Regions from separate parts of the Mus musculus genome. Here region 2 is linked to region 1. A link is a contact called in public Hi-C data. All regions are on one chromosome and are shown on one strand. Each heading gives the region's core, a stretch centred on a gene start, on an enhancer-like site or on the middle of the called end of the contact. The rest is flanking DNA. Distances are from core to core; before and after follow the strand shown.

What was found. A called contact is a pair of places that touch in the nucleus more often than the background predicts.
Region 2: a contact with region 1 is called in a Hi-C map of uterus, with 3 times the contacts expected there. The contact joins the enhancer-like site here to the promoter of Dact1 in region 1. A contact is called at or near these places in 9 of 39 promoter capture datasets (the 3T3-L1 cell line, HPC-7-derived erythroid cells, cranial neural crest and 6 more), 5 of 484 Hi-C or Micro-C datasets (cerebellum, nephron progenitors and uterus), 21 of 115 datasets of contacts at active chromatin or transcription factors (bone marrow-derived macrophages, craniofacial prominence, embryonic basal ganglia and 11 more) and 3 of 9 other capture datasets (embryonic stem cells, embryonic tail and embryonic trunk).

Annotation. Positions count from the first base shown.
Region 1 is chr12:71,307,476-71,311,725 of GRCm38.p6, forward strand. It overlaps Dact1 (dishevelled-binding antagonist of beta-catenin 1), which reads left to right and starts at 2,409. Exons shown (of 4, transcript NM_021532.4): 1 at 2,409-2,832. The coding sequence starts at 2,509. It also overlaps a transcript of 2700049A03Rik not described here.
Region 2 is chr12:71,522,434-71,526,683 of GRCm38.p6, forward strand. No RefSeq gene overlaps it. Among named protein-coding and RNA genes, the nearest start is that of 4930404H11Rik, 16 kb to the right of the region's middle. Within about 2 kb of position 1,933, at least 6 of the 459 cell types and tissues checked have an H3K27ac peak or open chromatin away from gene starts, as enhancers often do. A contact at or near this core is called in uterus, where this site is marked.

The DNA.
Region 1 (4,250 bases), core at 1,159-3,658:
ATGGCTTGCTTTGGACTAACAGGCCAGCCTAAAGGGGCATTTGGTTGGGGGCGGGGGAGGGCAGGGTGTGTGTGTGTTGGGGGGAGGTGGGAAGGTAGAGGAGAAGTTTGGAGACACAGCGACATGTCTGTCAGCTGTAACAAGATTTATTAGCAGTGTGTAAAAACACGTTTCAGCTTCTCCCACCCCTTCGACTATATAAATATAGTTGTCAATGTGTGACATAGCACAGGCCACAATAACAGGGTCCACCCAGCCAGAAGGAACCTAATTCAGAACTAGGAAAGCAAGAGGTCTGTTTAGAAATGAGTAGATTGGAACAATGGCAGAGGACTTGGGAGAGTGGCCTGTGTCATGTAAGGCAGGACATTATTCTAAATTTGTCTTCCTGAAACTAGGAAGCAAATTTAGCTCTTGTGTAGTGTTTGACACACAGTAGGCATAAAGAATGTGTGTCCCGTAAGCTTTGTACATCTGGGAACACCTGAATATGATTCCATTTTTACATCATGCTAATTACGAATCAAGGCTGTCTTCCATTTTATGTCTGTGGGAGGTAGGAGGCAGGGTGGGGGGTGAGGGGGTGGGGGTGCTTGTGTAGCTGGGGGGGGGGATAACGGGTGTGAGTGTGAGGCAAGGAAGTGCTTGCTTTTGTTTGCGTCTTCTTGATAAAGGTCAACTTAATTCTATTTGTTGTAGAGATTAAGTGGGAACTATTGCGTTTAAAAGTATGCTAATAGAAGAACAATTTCTAACTATCCTGCATCCTCCGGAGTGTCCTCTGGTAATTATTAGTGGCATGCTTCTAGGCCTTGCACCTAGCGAGAGCACCGGTACTATGAGGGTATTAAAACAGTTCCTGCCTTCAGGGAGCTTTTATGACGTAGCTGGAGAGAAGATACACAAGGAACACCTAAGCACACAGATTGTGTGTGCCCAGAAAGAGAACCAGACAATAGTGTGTGAGAAAGACCAGGCACTCATGCAGTTAACCAGTGGGGGCAGGGGGGCGGGTATGGGGCATAGGGCATGAACAAATTGATCTTGGAAGATTAGACCACATAGAGAGTAAAAAGAGAGAGAATTCCTTGCTGAAGTGAGCAGCTGGGCAAAGGTGTAAAATTCTGAAGTCATGACCTGAAATGTGTTCCTTCATAGAACACTTTGTCTTAATGATCTCAAATTGTGACTCCCTAAATTTAATTTCTGAGGTTCTAGGATTCAAGGCATGAGGTGCAGCTCCCATAAGCCAGCTAATGGCGTTTCCAGATAGATCCCCGAGCCAATGAAATACCCACTGAGTGGCATCCCAAGGACACAAGGTCAAATCCTGAATGGTATTTTAGGGGAATTCTAAAATAAGTTCCCCTGGGGTCGGGGAAGAAACCCCATGAGCACAATATCGTTCTCTCTCTCTCTGTCCTCGACCCTGAGATCTGCCTGCCTCTGCCTACTAAGTGCTGGGACTAAAAGCATGTGCCACCTCTGCCTCCCGGAGAGAGATAACTATTTAAAGATTTATGTGCTGGACCACCGCATATGTATTATACGTCGTTTGCCACTGTAATTCTTAGAATAGACTGGTCTGTTAGCTCCATTTTACTATTGGGTAAACGGAGGCACAAGGAGGGCACTTAACTTGCTATTCGTGGAATCAGATTCAGACAGTCTGGATTCGGAGTCAGGGCTCTAGTGAACAGAAGCTAAGGAACGGTAAAAAACAAAACAAAACAAAACAATAGGTGCTCACACGCCACCCCTCATAAAGTCTGGGCTTTTATAGGAATTGATGCGAACGCTGGCCTCACAACAGCATCCTTCTGTAAGACTTGAAAGGCCTTCTTCAGCAAAGCTCCGATTAAAAGCTGAAACAAACAAAAAGAGTTTTAGAACAACGTCCTTGCTTGTTTTTTTTTTTTCCTTCCAGTTACAAAATAGAGTTTAAAACAAAGGCGACCTCCAAACCCAAGTCTACAGAAGTGGTGTTCTGAGTACCGAGTGGACATTAGCTTGGGATGAAGAAACCCAGAGCCAAGGGAGAGGACTTGGAGCGTGGACACGTGAGGAAGGGGTTAAGTTTCAGAAAGTTGTCCCGGGAGCCCAAAGCCACGGCGCCCGCGGACCGGCCCTCGGGGCTGGCTGTAACAAGATGCTCGGCCCTCACCCGCCACCGCTGCCGGAGATGGAGCCGAGCCAATCGGCGCCGAGGGGACCGCGGTGCCGCAGGACCGAAAAAGGGGGCGCGGAGCCGGGGCGGGGCCGGGGCGGGGCGCAGGCGGCCCCGGCGCCTGACAGGAGCTGATCGCCGCGAGCCGGCGGAGGCGGCGGCGGGCGGGCGGGCGAGCAGGCGGGGTGTCGGGGCCGGGAGTGACGTAGCGTGGCCGGGGCGTTATCAGCTGCGGGGCGGCAGACGGGAGCAGCGCGGGATGCGAGTGCGGGCGGCATGAGCTCGCGGCCGGGGCCCTAGCGTGTGCTGCTGCTCCCGGGCTGGCGGGGCCTCGGGGGGTCATGAAGCCGGACGCAGCGCGCGAGCCGGAGCCGCTGAGCCCCGGCCGGGGCGCGGAGGCCGAGGGGCGCTGGCGCGAGAGGGGCGAGGCGGACACGGAGCGGCAGCGTACCCGCGAGCGCCAGGAGGCCACGCTGGCGGGGCTGGCGGAGCTGGGGTACCTGCGGCAACGCCAAGAGCTGCTGGTGCGCGGTGCGCTGCGCTGCTCCGGGACCGTGGGGACCGTCGCGCCGCGCTCCGGGGAGCTGCGGGGAGACGCGGCGCAGCGCAGCCGCCTGGAGGAGAAGTTCCTGGAAGAGAACATCTTGCTGCTGCGAAGGCAGTTGGTAGGTGGTGGCCGGTGGCCTGTCTGGAGGGTGGGCTGATGGCCTCTGGCTGTGGGATCCCTGGCCGCGACGTGACCCCCACCTCGATTTTCCCTGAGCCCGTGGTGTCTCGGATGCCCGCTGCCCATGACTTCCACGCGTTGCTGGCGGATGCCTGCTTTGTGTCACCTGAGGAGCTGGCGGATTGCGGGGAGGGGTGGCTGCTCATCTATCCTGCATTTGGAATTCTTGGAGTCCCTTGGTTCCAGCCTTAAAGTTAGGCTACTGCATGCCCCCTTCCTCCGAGGTTTGCAACCCCCACTTAAAATGCCATTTCACCTTATGGTCTCCCTGGTTATCCCTCCCCGGGAAGGAGGGGGGGGGGTGCGCACAAAAGCGAGGAAGAGGCTTGTTGCTTGCCTAACTGTCCAACATTGAGTTTTACGGTTACGGCGAAGCTCCTGCTGGGAGCCGTGCCCTACCCGGTGCTTTCTCTCCTGCAAGTCTCTTTTGCCTGGGCTGGTGCTTAGTTTTAAATAGAAGTCCTTTGTATAAGGCAGCTAAAACTAGATGCAAATACTGGCAATTTGGCCGGAGACCCTGCCCCCTCCTCTTTTATCCGGTCCGCCAGCTGTGCTTGGTGGTGGAGGTGGGAGAAGAGAGAACCTGCTCGCTGGGAGTATTTATCTTATTGGATTTCTGTCACTGTCTCAGTCGTTCTGTGCAGTCTTCATTAGCAAGGAAGAAAAAGAACTTTGGACCTTCATGTGTTGAGAACAGCTTTTGATGCTGCCTCAAAATAATGGCGGCAGCTTTGTTTCAGTGACCTCAAAATGTAGTTTTGGAAACAGCAAAAAGATTATTATCCCAGCGTGTTGTATTAGACTACTTAAGCTATATAATGGCCCCCTGAAAGTGATGTTGTGGGTTGTCACGTGTTTTCTTGTATTACGGTTTTCTAGATTTTTTGTGTAGTTACAGAGCATCAAAGTGCTTTTATTTAATTCATTTTTTTCTGATGAAATTCAATTTTTGGCACACAAGCATATGGCTTACGTCTCTAAGCTTTCAGAAGTCATAGGTCGTGAGCAAGGACCACGTATCTATTTTGTAAGGATGTGTGCTGTGGTTTGTGCAATAGCTCTGTTTTGGCATTTTTACTGTTTCTTTGGTAGAAGAACAGAATTGTATGTACGTGAATTTGAGCCAGTTCTTTCTGGTTGTGACTGGTCGTTTACATTTCGGTATTGTCTTGTACAATAGCACCTTTTTTTTTTTTTTTTTGTCTTCCTGAATCTCAAGATCGAGAGAGCAGCGCATTCCTATTGTCCGCTTCAGGGGAGCAAGGCAGTGTGTCAGGAGAATTCCACTCCAGTCAATGTTTATGGTACTATTTTCATTTGTAGACTTGGCATTCTTGATTTAAACCAGATGCCTTT
Region 2 (4,250 bases), core at 683-3,182, 210 kb after region 1:
AGATTAAACTGCTTGCTCAAGGCCACACAGCTGGCAAACGCCAAAGGCTTATGCCCCTCAGTCTGAGAGCTTAATTCTGTTTCTCTGTGACTTCTTTTTATGGCAACGCCATCTTCGCTGAGAGACCTTCCAACTGTTATTTGCTTACTTTCCAGGACCGCCTGCAGGAAGAGAGCGTGTCTGTGTGTACAAAGTGATGTCCTGCTTTGTCTGTTTCTGTGAGCCTAAGCCCTGGATCCTGCCCCACAGTTGGCAGCATTCAGCTTTGGAGCTTGAAAGACTGAAGGCCAGAACCTGGAGCTGAGAGAGTAAGTCTCTCATGAGCACTTGCAAGGTTGAACAGTGAGGTTGGCAGCCAACCTTTTCCCAGGCCATAGGCTGGCTTGATCTTCACATAAAGATTCCCTACCCTTATAAGATGTATTCATGCATCTAATTTGTATTTCCTGGGCTGCGTATCTCCTGCTAGTGTTTCTCTTGTATTTGTTAGTTTCTTATTATTCCACCTGCAGACCCCTTTGTCTTCACTCTCGCTCCTAAATTTCTCTTCCTTTCTCTCTTTTTCCTGTGCTCTGCTCTCCCTCCTCATCTTCCCTTGCTGTCTCGATTTACAGCCTCTGGAGTCATCTCCACATTTGTTTGGCAGATGTTACTGGCTCACTGGTTCGTCTGTGTTAACTGGCCCAGCTGTGTTGGCCTCTCCTTGTTTTGATATGGATTGGACTGCTTACATAAATACGTTTGAGTTTTGTTGTTACAAAGGTTATATAAAATTCTATTTTAAAGAGATTATTTGAGTATCTTTCCTCAGTCTTTTACAACATTGAAATAAGTTTTGTACACATGGTTCTTGTCCTTTGAACATTTTATTCACTCACTCACTCACTCACTCACTCACTCACTCACTCACTCACTCATTCATCCATTCATTCATTCAGTGTATGTTTGTGCATGTATGCACTTGAGTGCCTGTGCATGTCATGGCATATGTTTGGAAGGCAGTTCTCTCTACTACAGGGGCTCCCAGGTGTCAGGCTTAGTCACAAGTGCCTTTACCTGATGAGCTATCTTGCCAACCTGTCTTTATCTTTTAGGTTTATCCATCTTTCATCCAATCTCTTTGTCCATATCAGTGATCCCTTCCTCCCTCCCTCCCTCCCTCCCTCCCTCCCTCCCTCCCTCCCTCCCTCCCTCCCTTCCTTCTTCCCTCCCTCCATTCATCCAACCCTCTATTATCCATCCATCCATCCATCCATCCATCCATCCATCCATCCGCCCGTCCGTCCGTCCGTCCGTCCATCCATCCATCTACCTTTCCACCATTCTCCTGTCATATAATTTTGGTATTCTCCTATACCTTTCCCATCTCTAAAGGGAAACTACTCCACAAGGAGGTCAGCTTTTCCCTCTTCCTCTAACCCTTCTCCCCCTTTCTCTCTGGGTATCCGTTCCAACATTGTTGGTAGTTTCCTCACAACATCACAAAGCCTGAGCTTTTTTTTTTTTAATGTTCACATTTGAGAAATGTAATATCCAATTTTGACCTGCCAAACAGAATTGACACAAAATCATTTTTGTGTGCCTACACATTTCCCCTGGAATAGAACTGGTTCTGTCTCCTAGAATCTAAATGACTATGAAGGATAGACATGAACCCGCCCCAATCACACCACAGGCTTTCTGCCCCACTATCTCTCTGGCAAGCGTGGGGAGAATCCCAACACAAATCTTTCCCTGCAGTGTCTGCCCGATGCCCTCCCTCACCTACGGAGCTTGACCTCTCTTATCTTCTGTGAGGCCCAAGAGGAAGATAAAATTGACAAACTACTAGCGTTCTGCTTCGCTTCTCTTTCTGGACCACCCCACCCCTTCTCTGCTCCTCTCCTCCTTCATTACTCGGCTTCAATTGTCAGCCCTGCCCAGCCTCCCTCTTCAGTGTTCCCATCTGCTGTTGACTATGGATGCTATCCAGACCTCTGGGGGATATGGGGGGAAGCAGGACCCAGCTCATCTCCACTTTCACACCCTATTCATTTCCCCTGCTGACTTTGAAGTTCCTGCTTTGCCTCTGGCTGTTTGGGAACTTTGCCCCCCAGCGGACTTTTTTCACTCTCTCCCACTCCCACTGAGTTAGGATTTTTTCCCCACTGTTGGATTGGGTCTTACATTAGTTCATTAACTCTAAACTACTTCCTTACTCGCTGCTCTTACAAAACTAGGAGACCTATTTTGTGTTCTTGCTTTTCCTTAAAAACAAACAAAAACCTTAATTTTTAAATTACTTTTAATTATGTGTGTGTGTGTGTGTGTGTGTGAACATATGTACACTTGATTGCAGGTATCCACGAGGTCTGACTTGTTAGATCCCCTGGAGTAAGAGCTGCAGAAGGCTGAAAACCACTCATCACGGTGCTGGGAACTGAACTTGGGTCTTCTGGAAGAATACTATGTTTTCTTAACCAGTGAACCACCTCTCTTCTCTTCTTCTACAGTATACATGCTAGAAGATACAATATACTTAGGCAGCATGCAGATGTCCAGTTCCAAGTCATTCCTGTCTAGTGGCCTATTTTCTGTTCATCAGGGTTAGAGTGCTGGACTAGGAAGGCCAGCAGTGTTGCTCAGTGGTAGAGCACTTGCCTAGAGTGTGTGAGGGGCTAGTATAAAAGACTTGTATGCTAATAGTTTTGACTTGAGATGATCATAATCAACTTTTTTACTTCACTACTTTTCTTCACTTTATTGTCTTTCATCCTCCCAAAGAGAATTTTTAAAGCTAAATATAGAATATTTTGAAACTGTAATGCATGGCTCAGCAAAAAAAAAAGTTATAGTAAAGATTCACAAATGTATGGCAACTGTGTGAATACAGTGTTATGGGGAGATTGGTTCTAAATCTCATTAATAAAAGAAAACAGACTCAGAGGGAAGCTGGAGGACTGCTTTGTTAGAGCTTGAGAGGAAACAAAGAACCAACCCCCCCCCCCCAAACAGAGCAGGTTGGGACACTGAAAATCCCAGCAGCTGCCCAGAGAGGGCAATGCACAGAGAACCGTGCCTTTTAAAATCAGCACGAAGGGCAGACAAACAGTGAGACATCCCAGGGCGTCCAAGAGGCTGCTTAAGCTTCAGAGAGTATCTGAAAAAGAGATAAAGAAATGGTGAAGGAAAGAACAAATAAGCAAACAAATACACCCCCCCCCCCGGGGGAAAAATGCACCCTCAAAAAACAAAAAACAAAGCATGCTTAGTGCCAGGCGCCAGAACTGAGGCCATCCAAATCCAGGCTCCTGTGTCCCAGGACAATGGATTGTGCCAGAGGCATAGACGTATAGTTGGAATTAGAAACAAAGACAGTTATTAAGTCAGGGAAAGCACTCAGGAGCGGACCACTGAGCTCACAGCAAAAGCTCCCCAAGCCCCGCCTTTCTAGGGCACGGCCCTTCACAGGTCTTTCAGGTAAAACTGCCCTTCGCATTTGTAGGCCACAGTCTTTTCTCATGTAATGCTTCTCTCTTTACTTGAAGCCCAGGTGAGGAACGCTGTCTCTCAGACTAATCTTGATGCTTCCAGCTCCAGCCCCTAATCTCCTGCCACAGTGGCAGGATCAAGGAAGTAACTTTTGTGGATACTAATATACAGAGAAGAACATTTCATGTTTTCGTGCATAGGGCAACATCAAAGGAGAAAATATGGACATGCTCTTGCTTAGTCCCAGGAAGATAATATCGCTCTTTTGTTATGATTTTAATATTATATCAGCTAACCCATTCTCGGGTGGGATACATAAAATTCTCTTATGAAGCAAGGGACAGCTGATGGGTGACTTATGTTTCCAATTTAACACACCACTGATAATGAGACCCTAGTAATTCATACTGTCTGGTCCCAGGAGTCTGGGCACACACCTAAGTGTAAAATCCGGAGGCTTGCATGTGCTGATTTTCTGCAAGTGGAGCTGTGTTTGGTCTACTGTGTTGACAACAGAGCCAGAACCAATGGGCAGTTGTATTGATGTATTGTAAGTCAAGTTGTTTTTGCCTCTGGGCATTCCTGTGTTCAACTGGTGTTTTGCCAAAAAGAAAAAAAAAAGTCAGTGTTGCCTTCATCTCCTCTCTCCTCTACACTTGCAGCTTCGGTTCGTCACAGATCTTGTGATCTTGGTGGGTTTGCTCCCACTCCTTTGCTTTTCTCTCAGAACCATATGGCTTTTGACAAAGTCAGATCACAGCTCCAACCTAAATGGCCCA